Regions from separate parts of the Macaca mulatta genome. Here region 1 is linked to region 2. Evidence: chromatin contacts called from public Hi-C data. All regions are on one chromosome and are shown on one strand. Each heading gives the region's core, a stretch centred on a gene start, on an enhancer-like site or on the middle of the called end of the contact. The rest is flanking DNA. Distances are from core to core; before and after follow the strand shown.

Region 1 (4,597 bases), core at 387-2,886, 39 kb before region 2:
ATTTTTAGGGTAATTCAGTGGGCTTGAAGAACATGCAATGGCCTGGGACAAAGTCTGTTGGGCCTGCAGAGGAGTCAAGGGTTTGTGACAAAAGTCTGTCCTGGTGTGTTGACATACTTCAGTCTTTCCTCCTGCAAAACGAGTTCAGTTAATGAAAACTCAGGGAGGGAACCAGAGGTAATTGTTTCCTTTGGTGTTCTGGACTAAATTTAGGCAGATAAGGGAACAACTTCATCTTAGGCTTTGGGAGGAATAAAGAATTGACAGACAGGAGTGTGGTGGTGGGTGAGGTCAGAGAGACCTTGAGGCTTCTTCATCAGTTCAGCATGTCAAAATACATTTTGAGGTATTGGTTTCTGAGCCCCAACACCCAGTTACTGTACTTGAATGCTTCCAGGGATGGGGAATTCACCACTTTAAAGGAAGCTCTTTTGTCTCTCAGTGTGTCTGCTACCTGAGCCTAGAACAGACAGCCGAGTCATGCCAGCTAAATAGAAACTTTCAGGACTAGCCAGTCGCGATGGCTCACACGTGTAATCCCAGCATTTTGGGAGGCTGAGACAGATCACTTGAGCTCAGGAGTTCGAGACTCAGCCTGGGCAACATGGCGAAACCCTGTCTCTATTTAAAACCAAATCCAAACTTGCTCATTTCCTCTGGACACATTCTTTCTGACTCCTTCCAGCATCTTTTGTAAACCCAGGTGTCACTGTTCTGGTTAAAATCCTTCAGTGGCTCCCCATTCTTGGGATCTAGCCAGGATCCCTGCCTGGCCTACTGGCCTTGCTGACCTCTGCAACCTCATCTTCTCCATTCTCTACCTGCCCTGCCCCCCAGCCCCTCCTACCCCGTATCTTGCAATTCTCTTACCAGGCCATGCTCTTTCTTGCTCTGACCGACTCCCCTTTTCTCAGAAAATTGCTCATTCTTCAGTTCTCCAGGATCACTTCCCTGACCCCAAGACTAGATTGGGTCCCTTCCTTGCTTATTCATGGTTGTAGCACGCTGGACTTCTCTTTACTAGTACTTGTCAACGCTGAAATTCTCCACTTACTTGAGCAATTAGTTCACTAATGTCTGCTCCTCCACTCGATGGTAAAGTTCAGGCGAGCAGGGCTCCGAGTGTGCTCTCATTGCCTCTCCAGCACCTAGCAATGTGCCTGGCAAGTATTCACCGGATGGATGGATTACTCGCTCCAGGAAGGCGGGCCCCAACCTGCGTGGCTGTGGAGACCCCTGGAAGTGGACCTATCTATCCCTGACCCGGGCCCCCTGATATCCCTTAGGATGAGGCGGTGCCTGGGAAACTCCCAGGGCAAGAAAGATACAGCATAGCTCTGACTGGCATCCAGCTGCCAACTGGAAGAGGGCGCTCCGACTCTGTGCTTAGGGACCTCAGTTTTCCCACCGGTTCCCAGCAGGGTCGACCGCGAAGGGCCCTTGCAGCCCTGGGTAGACCCAGGGCATGCGCCGCGGGCTGCGGCGGTCTGAGGAGCCAGGAGCCGCTCTGTGCCCCCGCAGGCCGCCGCTCCGGGCGAGGGCGCTCCAGGCTGGTCTTCTGGAGCAGTCGTGCGCTGACGGGGCCCCTCTGGCTGGCAGGTGGTGGCGCAGTGCGCGACGGGAAGGCGGCGGGCTATCCGGTCTTCGGCTGCAGCGGGCACCATGGTCGGTGGCGAGGCGGCAGCTGCAGTGGAGGAGCTGGTCTCGGGGGTGCGGCAGGCGGCCGACTTCGCGGAGCAGTTCCGCTCCTACTCAGAGAGCGAGAAGCAATGGAAGGCCCGCATGGAATTCATCTTGCGCCACCTGCCCGACTACCGCGACCCGCCCGACGGCGGTGGCCGCCTGGACCAGCTGCTGTCCCTCTCCATGGTCTGGGCCAACCATCTCTTCCTAGGCTGCAGGTGCGGACCCCTGCCGGCCGGCTGATCCTGTCCCCTCTCTTCCGACCCTCAAGCCCTCTTCCAGGGCTCACCCCTGACCCGAACCTCTGCCCCAGACTGAACCCGCTCCCAACCTCCATCCGCATTGCCCGGCCCGAAGACTGATTCCCACCCTGAAGGCCCCTTGGAACGATCCTTATCTTTGAGCCTCAGTTTTCTCTTCTGGTAAAAGGGTGGTTATGATGACTGTAATAATTAAAGGGTGAAGAGCTAAATACATGGCGGGTTCAAAAGTTGCTATTGTTATATGTATTACTACCATTATTAGCTCAAACCATCACCTTTGCAGTGTGCATTCGAAGTCCGTTAGCCTCTGTCACCTACATGGCAAAGTGCAGAGACAGAAACGGAGATCCCCATTTTACAGATGAAAAAGCTTAGGGAGGGAAGTGATGTAACTAGGACCATGCAGCTTCTGGCAGGTTTGATGGATTTTAACCACTAATGACAGGATGTAATCTGTATCCTGTGCCTTTTTGTCCTCACTCCACAGCCCACTGGGTCCTAAGTAGGAACCAGCTTTACCTCTTTGTTTTCCCTCTTATGAAAATGACCGATGCCTTTTTGTCAAGGTCCCAAAGCCCACTTCATCCTGGCTGCTGCACCAAAAGGACAAAGACTCGCTTTTGAAGTGCCTGATAAGGCATTCCCTTCACCCCTCCATGAGGAAGGTGGCAAATCTTGAGACTCCCTGTTAGAGAGCCTCCATTTTCCTGAAATTGTGTTAGGAAAATAGGGTGACTTGGTTTGATCTTGGTTTCTATACCTATTATGGTTGCCTGACTCTGGTCATTTGGCCCCTCCAGGCCTAAGCCACTTGGTTTTGCTTCACATATTGGGGTTTATTAGAACAGTACGTAGGGAACCAATGCCAGAGGCACCCGTCCCTTTTCCCTGCCTTCTAGGTGCTCCTGGGAAATCCTGGTTTTCCATGGTTAGGCGAATGTCAGAGAATTGGGCAAATAAATAATGTTTTTGTTAGACTGACATTCCATGTATTTAAAAAATAAACAAAAATATTTTGGCCCTCATCCCGTATCTGAGAATATCTGTTGTTAGATGTACAGTGCCTCTGTTCTTCTAAATCTTGAAACATTTGCTCTACTGGTATTTATAAAGTCCACTTCTGTATCTACAAGCAAGAAGTGTTCACAGGACCAGGCGCAGTGTCTCAAGCCAGTAATCCCAGCACTTTGGGAGACCGAGGCAGGAAGATCACTTGAGGTCAGGAGTTCGAGACCAGCCTGGCCAACATGGTGAAACCCTGTCTCTACTAAAAATACTAAAATTAGCCGGGCATGGTGGCACATGCCTGTAATCCCAGCTACTCAGGAGGCTGAGGCAGGAGAATTGCTTGAACCTGGGAGGTGGAGGTGGCAGTGAGCCAAGATCACACCACTGCACTCCAGCCTGGGGGATACAGCAAGACTCCATCTCAAAACCTTGTGCTGAACATGTATAGGTTTGCCCTGCAGTATCAGATCAGTTCTCTGAGAGTTGATTTTATGGTTGAGCAACCTGCAGTTTCTTATTAATTCACAATGACAATTCTTCCGAGGTTTTTACCTTATTACTTTTTATTGTGCAGTTACAATAAAGACCTTTTAGACAAGGTGATGGAAATGGCCGATGGGATTGAAGTGGAAGACCTGCCACAATTTACTACCAGAAGTGAGTTAATGAAAAAGGTAAATAGGATTTCCAAGTGTATGTGATGAAATGGTGTAGAGTTAACAGTCCCTGCTTTGATGACACTATATTAGAGTATTGTTTTTGAGTGCTCTTGTTTACTACCCCAAAGACCTATACCTTTTCATTATTATTTCCCCATAATTGGTATAACCTTTTCATAAGTAGTTGACAACACATTGTGATAAATTATGCGTTGTTGATGAGGTAACACATAAGCTTAACTTCTTCTGGGTGATTAGGAACATTGTTTTGAGATTTTTGCTTGATGTTTAAAAAAATGTTGGCTAGAATACTTGTTTCCTACTTGTTAAAAAATCTTGTTGGTAATAGAGTAACTAACTCATCCTTACCCTGGCCGTGAGTGCTGACCTGACTAGTTTGGCTTCTCTGATTTGCTGATAGGAATGTGGCTGGAGCAATGTCGATACCATAGCTGTTCTCTATCCTGTGGGGTCTGATCTCAGGCGATGGATTTTTTACAGTGAGTCTTGCCTAGAGTCTTGAATCTGGATGCTGGAGCTGGGCCTATAGAGAGTGTGGCAGAAAGAACCTCAGAGTATGGAGCTGGGCATCCCAGCTATTAATACTTTACAGAATCACCCCCAATATGTACTTGTTTCACATTTATCTGCTCAGGCAGCAGAATTAATTGCTCGCTTATCTTCCAAAATTCCTTTGGCACTTTATCCAGACCTCTTTTAAAGCAGTTGTGACCTTGAGGGAAGAGATGGTGTCTAAAGTTTTATTTAGTCTTTAGTACTCCCAAACCTAGTATACTTATACCCCAGAGAAGGTACTCAGAAAATACTTATAAAATCGACTGAAGCAATAGAGTAAAAAGCTACTGGTCCCTTTTTGGGTCTGCCCTTAGAAACATAGGTAAGCCCATTCCTCCACATTCAGGTCTTGTCTTGGGAGGTGGGGCACATACAGAGGTCCTCTTCCGAATGGGTGTCAAGGATCTA
Region 2 (4,800 bases), core at 235-2,734:
TGAGTGCTAATCAGATACACTGATTTCAAGCTTTAGAAAAATGACTTTTGCACCAAAAAGGGCATCTCCTTTCAGAGACTGTAACCTCAATTTAAAAATGCTACATTATACACACTCACAAATACATATGGAGTTGTTTTCATGGGGCATCATAATTTGCAACTAGTCCACATAAAAAAAAAGGTTTTTAGTCAATCTCAAGCAAATTAGGCCACCACAAACAGAAGCCTTAGAAGAACTGCACTGCTTGACGCCTACCTTTAAATGGCTAAGAGAAGCTACGAATGAATTAAATAAGTTGGCCAAATCCAAATGCCTCACATAGGCTTTATAATAGCTGAGAGGTGACTTCCTGAGCGACAAATCTATGTTTTTATGCTATTTTGTTCAATTAGGGTAGGTGTCCCCAGAAAAAATTTTAAGAAAAATGTGCAGAATATCAAAATGTTTTCTCACTTATTTTGTTTTTTCTACGTTATTTTGTTTTTTCTACGTCTCTAAGTATCCAATAAAAGGTAAACTAACGGAATAATCATTTTCTTCCTCACAACCCCAATACCTCCTAACAAAACCCTATTTTATTTACCAAAGAAGGCCCAGGGAGTATCAAATTAGCGCCAGTCTAAGGGAAGGCATTTTTCCAGACTCGGGAGGCTATAGATAGGGCTTTCTTCACCAGCCAGATCTGAGTTCCAGAAGGCACTGGCAGCCGGGGTGGCCAGCTCTAAGGTCCCAGATCTCTAAGTCAGTTCCCAAGGTCTTTTCAGGCGGGCGGGGACAGAGTCGGGTTTCGGGGGATGGGTTAACCTCCGAGCCTCACGCACTGGACCCCACCCTCACGGCAGAAATGGAAAGGACTGGCGGGGGTGGGGGGCTGGGGAGGTTCACCCCAACCCGGCTCCTCGGAGAAGACTGAGGGGCCTTGAAACAAAGCTGACTGGTGCTGCCGGAGAAGAACAAGCTCCCGCGGGAGCTCACTTTGAGGGGACAAGAAAGGGTCTCCGCAGGGTGCAGGGGCGGGAGGATGATGTCTGATCCCCGTCTGATCCCCTGGACGAGACCCCGGGCAGCTGGCCGAAATGGGCAGCGGGGAACCCTAGACCAGTCGATCGACATCGTTTTACTTTTTGGGGGGAGGGGAAGCAGTATCGAAATTTCTTCGGGCGCCAGAGCGAGCGGCAAGGATAAGGAGAGTAGGGGCCGAGGTAGGACCCGGCTTCCGCCAGTCCCCCTGGGCCCACAGCCGACCCTCTGAGGGTCACAAGGGGAAGGTGTCCGGGATCCACGCCCTGCAGCCCCGCAGCTTTGAGAGGCCGTCATCTATGCGAAGCTGAAGGCCCTTACCGCTTGAAATCCCGCATAAGCCTCCTTCGGGCCGGGGTCGACATGCTCCGCAGCTGCCCCGCGGTCAGTCTGAAAGAAAAGAGTCCCGCGCAGCCCCCCCACCCCCCGGCGCGGCGGCCGAATCACTGTGGATCGCCGCTGCCGCCGCCGCCGCCGCCGCCGCCGCCAAGACTGACAAACAACCCTGCAATGACGTCTCCCTCCGCCGCCTCCGGATCCCTCCGCCCTCCGCCGCTACCACAGAGTGAGTGCTGGGGGAGGAGGGGGCGGGACGGGGGAGCGCGCGTTCCCTGAGCCCTTCAGCGGGGCGTGGTTCTTCCTGGGCTTCCTGAAGTGATCGACAAATTTGTGTTCTCTGTGTTCAGACTAGAGGTTGTGGATTCAGAGACCACGAAACCGACACACTATCCTGTCTGCCTCCCCGTCTCTAGTTTAGGCTCGGCGGGGTGGAGAAAGAAGGACGTATCCGGGCCAGGGATTTCAGGGAAAGGAGGTGGGATGATGTAAGATCACGTGACTGCCCGCGGCCTTGTCAACAATCCACCCCTGAGGGGGAGGGGGAGAAGTATCTAGAACCACGTGTCCCTGTGACGCGTTTAGAACGGGTCACGTGAGAGCCTCGCCTGGATGTGAGTTTCGGCCAGGTCTGTGAAGCGGGTCTAAGAGGGTGAGGGCTGGATACACCTTTATTAGTTGTTTTCGGTTTATCACAGGTATAGAGACATTACCCAAGAGGTCGTGGGAGGATCAACAGCTTGTTTTGTTTTCTTTAAACCGGGACCAAAAATAACTCCCCTCTGGTTGGTTCAGTGGCTTATGAACTCTGGTACTTGGGGCAAGAAGAGAGAGGATCGCAAGATCTTCTAAGGCAGCATTGAATACTGAGGGCCACACAACAATCTCCTGAAATGGTTCCTTGAAGCTACCAAATAGTCTTTCTGCTTTGCAGTGGGGTTTCTAGTATTGGAAATTCTGGGCAAACATTAAAGGATGGTGTATTATGCAGTTTTTCCTTTCTGGGTCTGCTTTCAATTGAAGATATGTGTCAGAGTCCGGGGACTTGCCTATGGGGGGGAGTACCATTGTATTTTTAAGAATGTGGGGGTGCAGTCTTCCAAGCATATCAATGAGTGGTTGGTTGTCAAAGAAACCTACAAATATGATTCATATGTGGGGGAGAGCTCCAGCAGACCTGAGTGAGGGTTATCTATCCAGCCTGAGACAACTTCAGGTTTTTTACACTAGCAAGAAAGGTGCAAATGGGCGAGAAGTGCCCCCCCACCACCAGGGGGTTCAGAGGTGTTGACCTCCCACAGACCTTGAATATTTTTTGTAGTTACTGTCTTTCCCTGTATTGCTGCTAATTCCTACTTTCAGGACTTTGTTATACTAAGGACTCTGAGTACTTTTGTATCCATTTGGGGAATTGTTCGGTTCAACAGGTAAAGGGAGGGTGGAATGAGGACCTTAGCATTGCCTCAACCTTGCCCCTAGTTCTATGGAAGCAGAGTTAACTTTTCCGACTTTCCTTGTACCTCTTTCTTCAAACCCTGAATTCTCTCAGCTTCCAGTGACTGCCTTAGTGATCAAGTTAGCCAGGCCTAACTCTTGATAGGTCCTGTTAGACATTCACAATGTGTTTTCTAAGTTAAAAGCTGAATATTCTTAATGTTTTTGCTTTTCTGCCATTGCAGTCCTAACCCTTCCAATAGCAAAGGAGGAAGACACACAGGCAGGGTTACATGGAGAAAAATGGTAAATAGAAACTATATCTTAAAAATATCCCTCATGAGCTGGGGCATTAGCTCATGCCTGTAATCCTAACACTTTGGGAGGCCAGGAGTTGAAGACCAGCCTGGGCAACATAGGAGATCCTGTCTCTGTGCACACGAGTAGCCCCAGCAACTCAGGAGGCTGAGGCAGAAGAATCGTTTGAGCTGCAGTAAGCCATCATCATGCCACTGAGACCCTGTCTCAAACCCTGCAACAACCAAAAAACCCTTATAATTTATCAGTCTAGGCAGTCACTGAAAGCAGAGACAGAATTCAGGGTTTGAAAAAAGGGAGGTACAAGGAAAGTGGGAAAAGTTAACCCTTTCTGGTTCCATGGAACTATGGGCAAGATTAGGGCAATGCTGAGGTCCTTCTCCTACCTCCCTTTCCTTGTTGAGCTGAAGAATGGATACAAAAGTGCTGAGTCCTCCTGACGCACCAACAAAGTCCTAAAGATGGGAACTGGAGGCAATGGAATTTAGGAATTCCGTGACTACAGGGATTTATAATTGTTTCGGAAACAGTTTAAATTTTCCAAAATGAATTAACACTTTTAACTAATTCAGTGCATGTGCATCATAAAGTCTTACAGCTGTGTATTAGCAAGAATCACTGGCTGTTCTGGTTAACCAGGCCTGCCATAACCTACTTGTAGAAGGAATAATTTTAAAGCTATTAATTGTATGCTGTTATCAATTCTGTAGCTCTGGATTATGAGTTCATTGAGGGCAGGGACTGAGTTTGGTTCATCTTTGTCCTGGGCAATGTTTTTTTATTTTTTGAGACAGAGTCTTGCTCTGTCACCCAGGCTGGAGTGCAGTGGTGTGAAGAGGGCTCACTGCAGCCTTGACCTTCCAGGCTCAAGCAATTCTCCTTCAGTTGCCCAAGGAGCACAGGTGTGCACCACCACACCCGGCTAATTTTTTGTAGAGACGGGGTTTTGCCCTGTTGCTCAGGCTGGTCTGGAACTCCTGGGCTCAAGTGATTTGCCCACCTTGGCTTCCCTCGGATTACAGGTGTGAGCCACTGTGCGCAGCCTCCTTGCAAATATTTTGCCCACAGCAAATAATATGCTTACACGAAGTTTGAACCCACTATAAGATTTACTATGACATTCTTATTTATAGAAGGTGTTTTATATTGTGGTTGAATAACATTCTCTTTTTTTTTTTTTTTTTTTTGAGACGGAGTCTCACTGTCACCCAGGCTGGAGTGCAGTGGGGCGATCTCGGCTCACTGCAAGCTCCGCCTCCCGGATTCACACCATTCTCCTGCCTCAGTCTCCTGAGTAGCTGGGACTACTGGCGCCCACAACCGCGCCCGGCTAATTTTTTGTATTTTTTAGTAGAGACAGGGTTTCACCGTGTTAGCCAGGATGGTCTCCATCTCTTGACCTCGTGATCCGCCCGCCTCGGCCTCCCACAGTGTTCAATTACAGGCGTGAGCCACCGCATCCTGCTGAATAACTTTCAAATAAGACAATTCTGAATATTTTAGGTGATCAGTGAAAACGATGACCACTTCTCCTTTCTCTCAATATAAACCGTAGCAGCATAGAAAACTTGAGAAGCTTCAAACATACTAATTTATTTACCCTATCTCAATTAAGTCAGGCTCTCTGGTGTTGGGGCGGGGGTGTGGATGTGGGAGTTGGGAGTTGCTTTCTAAAAGCTCTCCAAGTGT

What was found. Hi-C and Micro-C count contacts between places; a contact is called where the count stands out from the background.
Region 1: a Hi-C map of cortical neurons shows a contact between it and region 2, with 4 times the contacts expected there. The contact joins the promoter of CDKN2AIPNL here to the promoter of CDKL3 in region 2. A contact is called at or near these places in 3 of 14 Hi-C or Micro-C datasets (CD4 T cells, cortical neurons and fetal cortex germinal zone).

The regions. Positions count from the first base shown.
Region 1 is chr6:143,328,200-143,332,796 of T2T-MMU8v2.0, reverse strand. It overlaps CDKN2AIPNL (CDKN2A interacting protein N-terminal like), which reads left to right and starts at 1,636. Exons shown (of 3, transcript XM_015140930.3): 1 at 1,636-1,901; 2 at 3,529-3,628. The coding sequence starts at 1,663. It overlaps LOC144341541 (a long non-coding RNA gene), which reads right to left and starts at 1,409. Exons shown (of 2, transcript XR_013418539.1): 1 at 1,055-1,409.
Region 2 is chr6:143,288,537-143,293,336 of T2T-MMU8v2.0, reverse strand. It overlaps CDKL3 (cyclin dependent kinase like 3), which reads left to right and starts at 1,484. Exons shown (of 11, transcript XM_078005208.1): 1 at 1,484-1,588. It overlaps UBE2B (ubiquitin conjugating enzyme E2 B), which reads right to left and starts at 1,810. Exons shown (of 6, transcript NM_001194433.3): 1 at 1,345-1,810. The coding sequence starts at 1,388.